Linked DNA regions of Capsicum annuum: region 2 is linked to region 1. A link is a contact called in public Hi-C data. All regions are on one chromosome and are shown on one strand. The core of a region is the stretch at or near the end of the contact, and the rest is flanking DNA. Distances in the headings are between cores, read along the strand shown.

Region 1 (7,454 bases), core at 3,465-5,964:
GGAAAGGACTAATGAAGTTGTGCCAAAGCACACAAATTGAGCTGTAAATTTTTAAAGTTGTTAATTATTGCGATTTGTAGTAATTTTTTAAAATATATATCAGAGTTAATTTTTTTTAGATATTTTAAACCGTCGACTATTGTAATTTATAATATTTTTTTTATGTAATTTTTAAATAATATATGTTACTTTACTTATTCAAAATTTTGTGTCATTGATAGTCAATTATATTTTAAAAATAATTTAAATTTTAAATTATTGTGATTTATAATATTTTTTCTTCTATTTCTATTTAAATGAAATAATGTTTAGATGACCATAATAATTAATTAGGGGTGATATAGAAAAACCATGATTGAAGCAACGAAGCAGACATGCCTTAAATGACTTATAATAACTAATTAAAGTGATATAATAAAGTTATTATAAAAAATACTTGTGAAAAAAATTAAGTGAATCAAATATAAGACATCAAATTAATTTAATATTAAATATTATTATCTTTTTAATACTTAAATGACTTTATAATAATTTTTTAATATTTGGATGAATTACAATAATTAATTAGGGGTGATATAGTAAAATTACAGTTGAAGCAGCTAAAACAGACAGATCATAAATGTCTATTTTATTTTTTTAAATTAAATATTATTAAATTTTAAATTTGAATAATATATAATAATTAATTAAAATATACTACATTATATATACATTACAATATATATATAGATATACTTATATACTAATTTATAAAACATATACACATGTATACGTTAAATATACACTTCTATAGAAGATATATACACGTGTATACGCACCATTCAATGTATATATAATACTACTTATAAAATATACTACATTATATATACATTACAATATATATAGATATACTTATATACTAATTTATAAAACATATACACATGTATACGTTAAATATACACTTTTATAGAAGATATATGCACAAATATACAAAACATATGCTACTTAATATAATAAATTAATAATATTTGGTAGTAAATTAATAATATATTAGAACTAAGTTTTTAATTTAAAGTAGAAAACTAGAAATTTAATTTAAAATTTTAAATCGTTAAATGAAAAAATATAAAAAGCAAGGACTAAGGAGTGAATGAATTTGGGAAATTTTATTGATTGCAAAATGATCCAAAATTTATAATTTACATGAATGAAAAATCTATAAATTATGCATCATTTTTTCCAACTCATTCATGTTAATATTAATGGGAACTTACATAGGATAGTCGAAGTCAACGGGGGCAAAACCATGCATTGGACTTGATTCTGCTGAGTTCTCCAGTGAAGTCATAATTTCTTCAAGTTTCAGCTCGTCGCTCGGCTCCGGTTTCATTCCTTGGTTTCTTCTTTCCGCTCTAATCCAATCTCTGAGGCAAACTACAACATTCATTGCATTGCTTCCCAATGAGTGTCGGTTGTCTCCAAGCTGCTGTCGTCCCTGACTAAAGGCGCTCTCTGATGCAACAGTTGATATTGGAACATTCAAGATATCTCTAGCTAATCTTGAAAGCACAGGATATTGTGTTTCATTACTCCTCCACCAATCCAATGTGTTGATCCATCGTCTGCGATCCTCTGGTGCCGTCCGAAAATAATATTTCAGCTCTTCCCGATAAGTTGATGTGTAAGTTCTCTCATCAACACTGTTCCAACAATTTAAATCATAAAACGAATCAGAAAAACCACTATGTGTTGGCCTTTTAGAAGATGATGGCTCCTCGGGAGGATGAGGAGCGACAGTTGGAGTGATATTTGTTGGTACGGCTAAATCAAATAAATCAGCATAGTGATTATACAATTTTTCTATGTAATCCTTTGCATCAGCCGTAGCCGTCCACAAATCAGGTTGTACTTGTTCAGAATCATGGTTAGTCTTTATTTCTAAGTTAGTATAAATAAGAGTACTAAAGTGACACATATTATTATATTTCATGCACGGATTTAGCATAGCACCAACCAAGTAAATAGGAGAAATCGGAAAAAAATATTTTTTAAATTTCGTAAACATGACGCCAACAGCTTCTTTATAACCTTCTTTATTTTTATATTCTTTGAGCAAACCAGAAATATCGGCTATATATGCCAAAATATTACAAACAGTAGGATAATAAGCACCGAAAAATTCAACCGTAGCTACATAAAATTTTTCTAAAAACTTAACAAGATCATTAATTACAACCCAATCAGAATTATGTAGCATGCAATCAGCAGAATCAGCAAATGAACCGCAATGTTGGTTAAAAGCTAGTGTAATAGGAATTCTATATTTATAACAAGTTTTTAAAAATTCATACGTAGAATTCCATCTAGTATCAATTTCCTCAGGCATCAAAATCGGTGTAAGTCCATTTTCTTGACATTTAACTTTAAATTCTCTAATTCTCGATCTACGATTATTTCCTTGAATAAAACCAACAGCAAGGTGATTTTTTTCAATATAAAACTCAAAAAATTCAAGACCATCTTTTACAATTAAATTATATATATGACATGCACACTTAATATGAAAAATTTCAGGCAAGGGCAGAGATAGCGTAGATTTTAATTTTTTTATAGCAGTGTTGTTGTTAGAAGCATTATCAAAATCAATACATAAAATTTTATTTTCGATACCATAATATCTGGCTATTTTAACAATAGAATCAGCAATAAATTATCCAGTATGTTTACGATCTTCATCATATAAAAAAGTAAGAATACGTTTTTGCATCACGAAATTACTATCCATTCAATGACAAGTAACGATTAAATAATCATTTTTATTTACAGCACGACCAAGATCAGAAGTTAGGGACAATCTACATTGAATATTTTTTAACAATGTTGATAAATAAAAATAATATTGTGAATGAAGTCTAAAAATATCAGACCGACAAGTAGTTCTAGGAATACCGTTAAACATAAGATTATAAATTGCTTGTATATAACGAATAAAGGTATCAAAAGAAGGAAAATTAAAAGGCAAACAACCCACAGCTACCATTTTAGCTATTTCTTCCTGGTCCCTCAATTTATTATACTTCTTCGCTACGTGACCGGTTGCTGAGTCCATTCTAGTTTGCATTGACCCACCAACATCCCCACCACCTTTTGCAAAATTTAACTTTCTTTTGTGATCTTCAGCTACATGTCTCATTAACGTACCCGTACCCCCTTGCTTGCCTCCACTTCTATGCTTATATATTTGTTGACAAATATTGCATTGCACCTTAATATCTGATATACGTTCAAAAAATTGCCATGCAATACTAGCTCTTTTATGAGGTTTTGGGGCACTGGGAGGACGGGAAGGGAGATTAACTAATTCAGATCTAACGTTAGCATCTCCTACTGCGGGTGTCTCAGCAATATTTTCATTATCTTCGTCTAAATTAACCGCATCAACTTCATTTTCTTCTTCTATACCGTAATTTTTCTGAGCTTCTACATAATCCATATCGTGAGCACCTACACCTATTTCTTCCTCAAAAGGTGTACCAATTGGTTCCGGAGGCGAAGGCACACGGGTATATCTACTACTTGAACTACCTCTACCGCTAGTAATTCGCTTTTTACTACCACTACCGCTTCCGGGACAAAAATTTTTAACACCTTTAGTAGCGAGATTTCTTAATTTATCCATAATATAAATTAAATTAAATTAAAAATATTCAAAATACACAAATATAATAAAATTAAATATTAAACAATTAATACAATAAATAAAAATTAAACGTAAGAGATGGAACGACAATACCAAATTTTGGAAGTATCCGAAGATTGCGACTTTAGAAACTTCCGCTCGCACTTTGTAAACGAAAAATTAAAAAATTAAAGTGAACACTTTAACAAATTAAATATATTGAATATTTGAGAATTGAGAATTGAGATTTGAGAGAGAATAAGATTTGAGAGAGTGAAAAATTATGTGAAAAATGATTTGAAGTTGTAGGATATTTATAAATTTTTTTTTGGGATTAAAAATATTTATTAAAGTTTTTTTAATAAATGGGCCCAAATTAGCCGTTTGGACCCAAAAACAGCTATATAGCCGTTGGACCAATGGCTATATAGCCGTTGGACCAACGGCTATATAGCCGTTGGACCAACGGCTAGTTTGGCCCAAAAGCCAAAATCTCATTTTTTTTTAAAATTTATTCGGACCGGCCGGCGGGCCTGGACCGGGCTTGATCCGGGCCGGGTTAGCTGGACCCATTTTAAAAAATAACCGGCCCGGGACCCGAAACCCTAAAGCCCTAGGGCTTAGCGGGCTGAATTAATTACGAGTGCTGGGTTGGGTCGGGCCGGATCGGGCCGGCCCACTTGACACCCATAGCTGCGATTGCCTGTTCACACCTAGTGAATTTTATCTTCTTGTTACTTTCAAATTAAAGAAGATAGTGTTTCTTATTTTCCTATTTGCGGAGAAATTGTATTTTTTTTTTTTTTTTGGAAAAACATTTCTTTGGATACCAAACATTCCATAGGTTGAAGCCTTGAAGGTGTGAATCAGAAAAATGTGCAATCAATTGTACCATGGATCGATCATCTAAAAGTATAATTAGTGAGTGGGCATATGGAAAGAGTGAAAGTTATAATATTGTCAAAAAAGTTGTTTTGGGTCAACAAAGGCTTTCAGCAGCTTTAGGCGCAACCTTGGGGATGCCTTGGGTTTGAGTGAAGCTAAAACTTGTGTTGAAAAGAAGAAAGAGGCTGATCAGATGAGATCAAATCATCTCCGGAATGCGTGCACCGCGGAGATATATGGTCAACGAAAGTTACTTTTCAGCATCGCTACTTTGACAATAGACTAGTCCTTTTGTCATTTTTTTCTGTTTTTTCCTTTCTCTTTTCTTAACTTTGTCTTTTCAGATTTTTTTTTAATTGTTTTATTTTTCACATGGTATTTGATATCCATAGTGAAGGCTCAATTAATTCAAATCATCATTGCAAAGTCCATTTTGAGAATGATGCTATCAATTGAATTTTCTTCATACCCAAAACTCAAATTTAAAATCTCTAATTAAGGGTGAAGTAGTTTCACCACTACACCACAACATATTTTGGTTGTCTCCATATTAGTAATCACTTTTCACAACATACTCTATAGTAGAAGTATAAGTTTTGTTAGGAATTCTCAATTAACTGTACTACTGCTGCTTTAATTTTCTCCAATTTGGTTGCTCCTCTTTTTTCCGTTAGTGAGTGCTAAAATCTAAATGGTTTACAAAATTTTGAATGATATACGCAGATTTATTAGCTAGTTAATAATCTTTTCGATTCAATTTATATGATACAATTTTTTTATTGTTAGTTTTAAAAAGAATAACGTATTTTCTTATTTAACAAATATTTAATAACACTATCAATATTTTATCTATATTGGGCAGAGATGGATCTATATATATGGTTCAGGGTGCCAAAACATCTGACATCTCAGTTAAAACTTCGTATATATATGTATATATATAAGAGAAAATGTATAGAATATAGTCTCGACATCTAGAAAAACAATTGGGTGTAAAGTGCCATTGGTGATAAGTTGGATTTTGTTGCGCATGGATGCGCGTTCAAGCCTAGCTAGTGTACTTTTTAATACTAATTTTATGACCCAGGCTCTTCCATGTTCACCTAACGAAGATAAGTTATACTTTGTTTTTTTTTTAAAATTCATGTAACTTATGTAAGATGCAGTTATGCGATTTTTCAAATCAATTGGTGTCTGAAACTTTTAAATTCTAAATCAATCTATGATGTTGGGCTTCACTTATTTAGTAAAAAGTCAAATTTCTATCATATAAATTGAAACTTACGAAGTACCTATAACTATCTAAAAAAATGTTTAAGATGATTCCTTTACCATTTTTTTGAACCATATATTCCAGAAACTGCAGGTACAAATTGATATAATCTATGGTGAAAATACATAGTGTGTTTGGTATGAAGGAAAACATAAAACATTTTTCAATTTTCTCATATTTGATTGGCTTAAAAGTTTTAGAAAATATTTTTGAAATCAATTTATTTTCCTCAAATATAAGAAAAATGACTTACCTTCAAAAAGTAATAAAAACATTTTTCAAAATTCTCTTTCAACCTCACACTTAAGTTAAAATATTTATACAACTCACAAAATCACCCACCTCTACTCCACCCCTCAATCCCCTACCCCCACCCCACCCCCATCCAAAAGAAATATTTCAAATTTTTTTCATACCTCATCCTCTACCCAAAACCCACCCCCCACCCCCATCAAAAAAAATATAATTTTTAACCCCGAAAATACTTTTTTTAGGGTGTGTTCGATATGAAGGAGGAATAACGTTTTAGAAAACAGACACTAACTCAATTTGCATAACGAACACAAGATTATAAATAAGAAACAACTTATTTTTCTAGAAAACGTTATTCCTCCTTCATATCGAACACACCCTAAAAAAAGTATTTTCGGGGTTAAAAATTATTTCTTAAAAAATATATTTTACTCTTTAACTAAATACTTAAATTTATTTTTAAAAAAATATTTTTCACTCACCAACCAAATATAAGAAAACAAGAAAGAAATCAACTTATTTTCCAGGAAAATATTTTCATGGAAAACATTTTCCCTCGTACCAAACATACCCATAGAAAGTCAAGTACTTTGTATTTTGCGTATTAGAGTATTTGTTTTTCTTAGAAGTCACAACTCCAGGGGCAGTCCATGAGCTCAATTTCAATAACCGTGAAGAATTAAGCAACTAATATTTGTTAATGATAAATGTACTGCCAAAAAAATATTGTTCACAAATTTTATAGTGAAAAAGAAAGGTACAATCCATGTCATAGTTTAGTACTCCCTCTATTTCATAATCAATGAATTATTGAGGTATTTTAGCAAAATGATCTATTGAATTTTTATATTTATTCGAATTTATAATGTGGATACATCTACTTAGATCTTTATTATCTGAACCACTTAGTTCAGCAAAATATAATATTTTAATTTTTTTTTTTGACTTGACATTACATGTGGCATAAACCATATAAGAGCTTATGATACAAATGAAACAAAAGCGCGAGACCTTGTAAATAGGGTCTAACAGTCACTTTAGGGTTTATGTTACTCATCTTCTTCCCCATTTGCTTCTACCATCATTGTTGGACAAATTTAAGCTTTTTTTTTTTTTTTTTGCCCTTTTTGATTTTCTATCTCCAAATTTCCTCTTCATTAACCTTTTTTTGCCTAGCATTATACTTCTATCTTTTCAGTGCATTTTCAGTTCAAATTTAACCCCATTTTTAGTCGTTGTAAATTTTTTCATCATGACAGTTCATGTTTATTATTGTGGACTTTATGATGAACTTAAAATTCCAACAAAGAATAAACATGAAATAAAGCAAAACCCCCAACAAAATTCAACAAAAATAGTGTTAATCGACAAAAATCTAAAAATAAA
Region 2 (7,454 bases), core at 2,372-4,871, 47 kb after region 1:
AAAACAATCAAATGTTGCCACTGACATGGGCAACGATTGAGATTGAATATAAGTCCACTTGAAGTTGGTTTATCAGGATTGTAAAAAAAAAATCTTCAACTGGAAGATGTTACAGATTTGACAGTGATAACAAACATCCAAAAGATAATTTTTTTTTTCACTTTATACAACTATATATTTTATCAACTTATATAGTTATGTTAATTGTTTATATTGTTTGTTTCAGGAATTAAAAATTATTGTAACTAAATATCTATCAAATGTTGAGCATAAAATGTGTGTCTGACATGTCTTTACAAACTGATAAAAAAATTCTCTATGTAAAGATATTGAGAAGAAAAAATATTTTTGGAGTATGCAAAATCTACCTTTGAGGATGAGTTGAGGGACAACATTAACTATATGAAGATGTTGGGTGGAAAAAAGATATTGAATAAGTTGATGTATTTCACGAGAAATGGAGAAAGATTTACTTTAGATTTGGCATAAAGTGTGATATAGTTGACAACAACATGACAAAATATTTTAATGCCTGAAAGGAGCAAGGCAGAAGACAATAATTACAATGTTAGAAGAGATAAGGGTGAAAATAAGAAAAAGAGTAGGACAGATGAGGAATTTTTGTAAAACTTAAATCAATTACATTTCTCCATTGGCTATGAAAGTAGCAAATGATAATACAACAAAGTCTATGAAGTGCAACATAGAATGAAATTCTGATACAGAGTATTAGGTGCTTGATAAAGAATAGAGACATATTGTGAATTTTTCTAGACAATATCGTAGCTGTAGAGAATGAATGTTGAAGGGCATACCCTACCCTCATACAATAGTTGTTCTTCACCACAAAAAATTAGAACCAGTTAACTGCATCTCTCACTAGTATAATACAGAAACTTACATGAACATATACAACTATTCAATTAATTTTGAATATTAATATATTGTCAGAATCATAGAACATCTTCGTTATGCCACCTTTTGCTAGGAAGATGTCAGGTAGGCCTGACAAGAATAAAAAAAATAATAAGGTAAAATCAAAAAGAAAATAAAGAAATTATTCAAGAAAGGCCATAACAAGGATCACAATAAAAGAAAATGTTCAAGAGGTGTAGCTGTTGTTGATACTAATATAAATTCTGGCCCTCATCAACTGGTGCAGATCCAAATACATATCTAAGTGTAGATTTAAATTCATTATTTGTTGCAACACCTACTGTTGAAAAAGAAATAGGTATAACTGAAAGAGGAAAGGATAAATTAAATAATTTTACACAAAAATATTTTGCTTAATGTTTGTGTTGTAAACTAGTTATAAATAACTTCTACTTAATATCTTTCTTTCTTTCTTTTTAGGATGCTGGCACTCGCAGATCAAGAATTTTGAAATGGGACTAGTTCACACACAAAGTGGATGCACAATTCTTAAGGTAAGTTTTGCTATTTAAATTTCATTTACTAACTAAATTTCATTTATTACAATTGCTATAAATATTAACACTTTCTTCATTTGAGCAATCTGAAATGTCTAGTGAGAGATCCATAAGTGTTAAATCTTCAACAGTTGTGACTAACAACTTAAAATATACATCAAAAATTAATGTAAAATGAGAGAAAATGAAGTTATGACCTTCAGACAACTACAAAAAATGAGAGGAAAAATTAAATGAAGACAAGATCCTACGTTGTATACTTCAATCAAGAAAGCTCTAGTGTTCAATCTCTATAAGTTGTTGACATATAATGTTAGTTTGGTATAAATATTGATAATTGTGACTGCATTTAAGATAATATTTTGATAGTTCACTGATGTTGGCAGCTGTATTTGCTTTTCAAATAATTTGTTGGTTATAATTTTGATAGTTTTGTCTGCTTTTTAAAATAATTTATTAATTATAATTTTGACAGCTTTGACTACGTTTTGTAACTGTAATATTTTTAACAATTATGTTTTTTTGTAAATGTATTTGAAAATAAAATATAAATGCACTCATTTTTTATTAATGATTATGCAGTTGTGATTGCCCCTTTTATTGATGCTGAAATGTTTGGTTGTGCTTATGCAACTATGACTATATTTATTAATATCTGGTGTAAATGATTGATTGTTTATTCTTTAATTTTGTGATGCTGTATACAAAATGTGCAGTTTATGCACCACAAAAATTCACATTAATCAACCTAAGAAAACCTTACCATTTCATTACAGTAAACTATCAAAGTTCATTACAAAGTTTACAATTTCAACCCCTCACAGCATAACAAAAACAAGGACATTAACAGTTTATGACAACCTTCTTGAATTTCCTTTCTAGTACATAAATTAAAACAAAATACTAACACCAAAAATACATACACAAATGAGAGTAGTCCAAAGGTGTTCCTCCTTTCTCTTGGACTTAGCCAACTTGATCTTCTATTTCTTCTCATTTGTCTTCACCATCCTCAAATCATCCTCGAAATTATTCAGTTGAAACTTTATTTTGTTCATGTCTATTTTGCTTTTCACAAATTTAGTTGTCCTAGTAATCTCGTCATCAATTATTTTTTGTTCATGAATTGTACATTTTGTAGAAGGTTCAACTCTTTCCTCAAACTCTTCAATTCTTTCCAACAGTTTAGAAATAACAAATTTGAACCTTGAATCAATATAGACATTCTTTCAAAGCCAAAAATAGCATGATCTAACATTCTACAATGAAAGCAATTAAATTCGTATACACTATCAAGATCAATGTTTGAATAAAAATTCAATAAAAATTCACTCACCCCATGGTAAGGACAACTCCAATATCTTCTACCCAAATTTTTTAAGGCTCATAAAGTCATCAAAGACAAAAGATTTCCATATTTATAGCGAACCTTTTTCAACTCATGATCTTCTTCTTACTTACAAAGTCTACTCAAGCTTATCTTAACCATTATTAAAGTACCTCGATTAAGAAAAATAATACGATTGTTCGATCGTGAAAAAATTAATTCAAATTTGATGAAACATTTGAGGGAAGAAACAGTTATCAAAATTAAAAAAAAAAAAAAAAAAGAAGAGAAAAGACCTATACTTTCTCGCAATATAGTAAGAATTCAAACGATTAAAAGGGTTTAGTTATCAATTTTTTAAAGAAACGAGTTTGAGTTTTGATGTTTGATAACCAATTTAGGAATTAGGGTTCTTGAGTTTGGAAATTCCAAATTGACTTTCATGATTTTTTTTTGATCAAAATATTCGTTGGGAGCTTCAATTTATTAATTTTTTAATATTTTTTACCGTTTATTTTTAAGTTTTAAGAGATTGGACGTGCTTTTCATGAGTGTAAGAAACGGACCTCGACATGTTCATTGCGAGAAGTAAATAAATTCACTTTTATATTATATAGATGTGTAATAAGTCATATTAATAATTTAAGTATGTCTTTAACTTTTTGTGTATAATTTAAAATAAAAATAATAAATTTTTTGTATTATGAAAAAGTGAAAGTGATTTCAAGTCTTATTTTAATTAATACTTATATTGAAAAGTGCAACGTTTGGTAGAGGGTGTTTCCATTAATTTTCGTAAAGGTGGAAACCTTTGCTTGACCTTTAAAAATGTAGACTATATTACTATTTCTTTCGTTTTGTTTTGTTTTAGTTGGCATTTCTGTTTTTAAAAAAATTATTTTAATTTATTTATTTTATTTATAAAATTGAAGAAAATTATTATATTATTTTAATTATTAAATAACTATATAAAATAACTATATTTAAATTTATATTCTATTTTAAAAATATAATTAATAAAGTTAATTTATGTGAATTATTATGAAATAACAGGAGTACCTAACTTATTTGAAACCTAAATAGGTTGCTTCATACCGTCCCCCACTTATACAACCAACCAACCCACTCAAGCTAAACGCCATCTTTCAGTACTGTAGCTGAGAAGAGGTAGAAGAAGAAATTACCACTACAATATCAATTACTTCCCTCTACTGACTCCCCATCTTCCATTGGCTCTTCCAAACACATACATGATGGAAATGGTAAATCCTCTTCTCTATATGCATATGGTGCAATTAATTTCTAGAAAGCATTTGGTTATGTAGATATAAATGATACTCTATTTATTTCAAAATAAATGAATTTGTTGAGCTATTTTTTAATATTTAAAATAAATAAATTATTTATTCTTCAAGATATGTTGAAATTTTTTTTTTAATTTTATCATTTTATTTAATGAGGATTTTAAGAATTTTACATATTCTAAGAAAGTAATTTAAAAATAATTAACAAGATAATAGTGAAAAATAACTTACAAAAGATATTTTTCTTTAACAGGCGTGTCATTAATTAACGATTTAAATATTTTGATGGAGGGAGTAACTGATACACATATATGTTATAGGAGTACTCATGTAGAAGATCAAATGGAGTGCAGATTCCAGTATTTGGAGAGTGGGACAAGGCAAACGAGATGCCAATCACCCAGTATTTCGAGTCCGCCAGACAAGCTGGGTTGATACGCGACAGCTGCCATTCTTCACAAGAACAAAATCCTCACCTGTATTTCCAGCAACCTCACTTTTCTGCTTTCCCTCACACAAAGGTCAGTTTTCCTCTCTTTTTCCCTTTTTACTGGAGCATCTTGGGGATTTTCTCTTCTTTATCACCTTACTTCCGCACCTCACTGACGAGAGTTAAGTTATTTTCTGCCTCAATTTAAAATTTATATATTTGAAAACTCAATATCGAGTAATACAAATTCAATAATTAAAAATTTTATTCAACAAAATACTAGCTTGAGGCTCATAATCTGAAGATTCAAAAGAATAAAAAGATTACTCTATCCGTTTTAAAAAGAATGATCTAATTTGACTTGACACCAAATTTAAGAAATAAAAAATACTTTTAAATATTATGATCTTAAATTAAAAATATGTCAAATGTATCAAAATATCCTTCAATTTTGAAATCTTAAACATATTCTATGAAAAGTTATTTTTTAAAAAAAAAAGTTATTTATTTTTAAATGAATTGAAAAGAAAACTAGCTTTTTTTTTTTGAAAGGAAAATAGCTCGTTATTTTTTAAAAAAGAAGTATGTACATACTAGTATAATTTCCCGATAGTTTGAAATTGACACCCTTATTGAGCGGCCCCGCCTTTTTTTTTTTCAACCAAAATTCTTATTTTATTAATGCAAAGCCGAATTTAAAGAATTAAGAGATGTAGAAGTATCTTTGACAATCCAACAAAGAAAACAAAGAAATCCACACTAATCTGTCTACCAACGTACGAGAAAATTTAGCCATATTATGCGCTAACATATTCCAAGATCAAGGAATATATATAACTGAAACTTGTTCAAATATCCTCATTAGCTTTCATATATCTTCGCACATGGTATCTATCTCTCATGAAGCTACACTCCTCTTCATAATCATGTCCACTACATTTTTTGTGTCTGATAAAATTTGTACCTTTGTCCATCCATTTTCTTGAGCTTTTTCCAATGCAATCCGAATTGTAAGTGCTTCTGCAATGATGATCTTCCCAACAAATTGAAGTGGGGAGCCAAGGGCTTGAAGCAAATTTCCAGAGTCGCTTGATATCTTAGATTTCTGTTGGTGCGTATTTATTTTTACACTTAATAAAATAAATAACGAGTCACCTGATATAGAGTATCTTTGTGTAGTTTGTTTGTGGGAAATAAACCTTTCATTATTTCCACACTTGATTGAATTTTATCAAAGCTTTTTCGAGTATTATTGACAGTCTTAGATTTTAAACATCAAACAAGGAAAACACTTCCTTCCGTCAATATTATTTAAGAGTTTCTGAGGCAATAACTAAGGGTGTTCATGATAGATTTGAATTAATTTTTAATTAAAATTAAAATTAAAATTAAATTATTTTAATTAATTTTTAAAAATAACCAAATCAAATCTTATAAAATAAAAATCATTGGTTTGTTTCTTGTCGATTTAAGTTTGGTTTGGTTTGATTTATTAATTTTTAACTAATTATTGATAAATTGGTAAGGATAAAATAACGGAGACATGAGATAACTATTTTAAATGAACATTAGAAATTAATGAATTTGTCTTAGTTCTCGCAAGATAAATGTATATAAATCTTTTAATATTTTTCAGCATTATTTTAATGTTTTAGCATGTTTAAGTTGCATAACTTTAGAAGTTATCCACATCACATATCTAACATCCACAAAACTAAACTTTAAAATTTAAAATAGAATAGTTAACTCTACAAAAATTAAAGAGGCGACCTTGAAGAGTAGATGAATGCCTTAACAAAGAAAATTAAAATTGATAAAATACGACACCATAGACAATTAGATCTAGAGAGGGTTGGGTTTGAGCATGTTTTTTTATATATTAGAAAAGTTGATTTGACATGTTAGTTTTAGGTCATTAATAAAAATTTTGAGGATATTATGATCTTTGAAAACATTTTTGCAATAGTAGTTTGCTTAAGAAGATTGTCTTTTCTGTAAAACTATTTACCTCATCAATAAATCGAAAAAAATACCATCTCATTTTTGTTAAAATTACATATCATGCCCTAAAAAGAAATGTCATTGTATATTGTGGGTCCATTGTGCTTTTCCAAATTGACACGTGCATAACCATATATTTTCCATTTGAGTTGGGTGAAGGATAATCACTTATTTATATCATTATTTTATCGTCAAATAATCATAGAAAGTATTAATAATGAAATTTAATTTTTTAAAATATGATTAATAAATTTGAATTAGTAAAATAAACACAAAAAAATATTTTCTAAAAATATAAGTGGATTTTACTTATTTGTTTGTATTACGTATACAAACAAAAAATATTAGAATTATTTCAAAATTAGATGCATTAGCTTTCTTATTTTTTTTCCTTCCTAATTTCACATAAAAACAAAATTAACCAAGAAGATACTATATTCATATATTTCGTATAGATTTGATATTCAAAGTTTAGCCATAAAATATTGAATTAATTTTAAAAATTAGTTAAATTAACTCTCAATAAATAAAACATAACAAGTATTTTGAATTAAAGGAAGTGAAATGAAAAAATCACATAAATATACAATGTTAGAGCCTATATTATAAAATCTACCAGAAGATTCTATTTTACAAATTATACCAATCCAAAACTAACAAAACCTATTAAATAGGAGGATTTTTTTTTAGAAAATTAAATACACAGAAAAAAGGGCACAAAAATCGTTTTAAGCCCTTGTTTTCATTTCCCTCTTCGTCTTCATCATCATCCTGCTTCTGCAATCCTCCTTCCCTGAGCTTTCTACTGAAATTTTGAGTAATTATATTCAACTCATTGGATATGGTAGATCTCTTTCCTTCTTGGAAACTACTTCACGAAATCAGTGGAAAGAGAAAAAGATTGATGAATATGCATCATAAGCTTGATGTAATATTGGAGAATATTATTAATGATCATA

What was found. A called contact is a pair of places that touch in the nucleus more often than the background predicts.
Region 2: a contact with region 1 is called in a Hi-C map of pericarp, with 3 times the contacts expected there. The contact joins the promoter of LOC107850833 here to the enhancer-like site in region 1. A contact is called at or near these places in 3 of 5 Hi-C or Micro-C datasets (bud, pericarp and placenta).

The regions. Positions count from the first base shown.
Region 1 is chr12:83,470,612-83,478,065 of UCD10Xv1.1, forward strand. No RefSeq gene overlaps it. Among protein-coding and RNA genes, the nearest start is that of LOC107849583, 17 kb to the left of the region's middle. Within about 2 kb of position 4,715, at least 5 of the 5 cell types and tissues checked have an H3K27ac peak or open chromatin away from gene starts, as enhancers often do. A contact at or near this core is called in bud and pericarp, where this site is marked.
Region 2 is chr12:83,518,664-83,526,117 of UCD10Xv1.1, forward strand. LOC107850833 reads left to right here and starts at 3,622. Exons shown (of 4, transcript XM_016695616.2): 1 at 3,622-4,022; 2 at 4,385-4,585. The coding sequence starts at 4,011.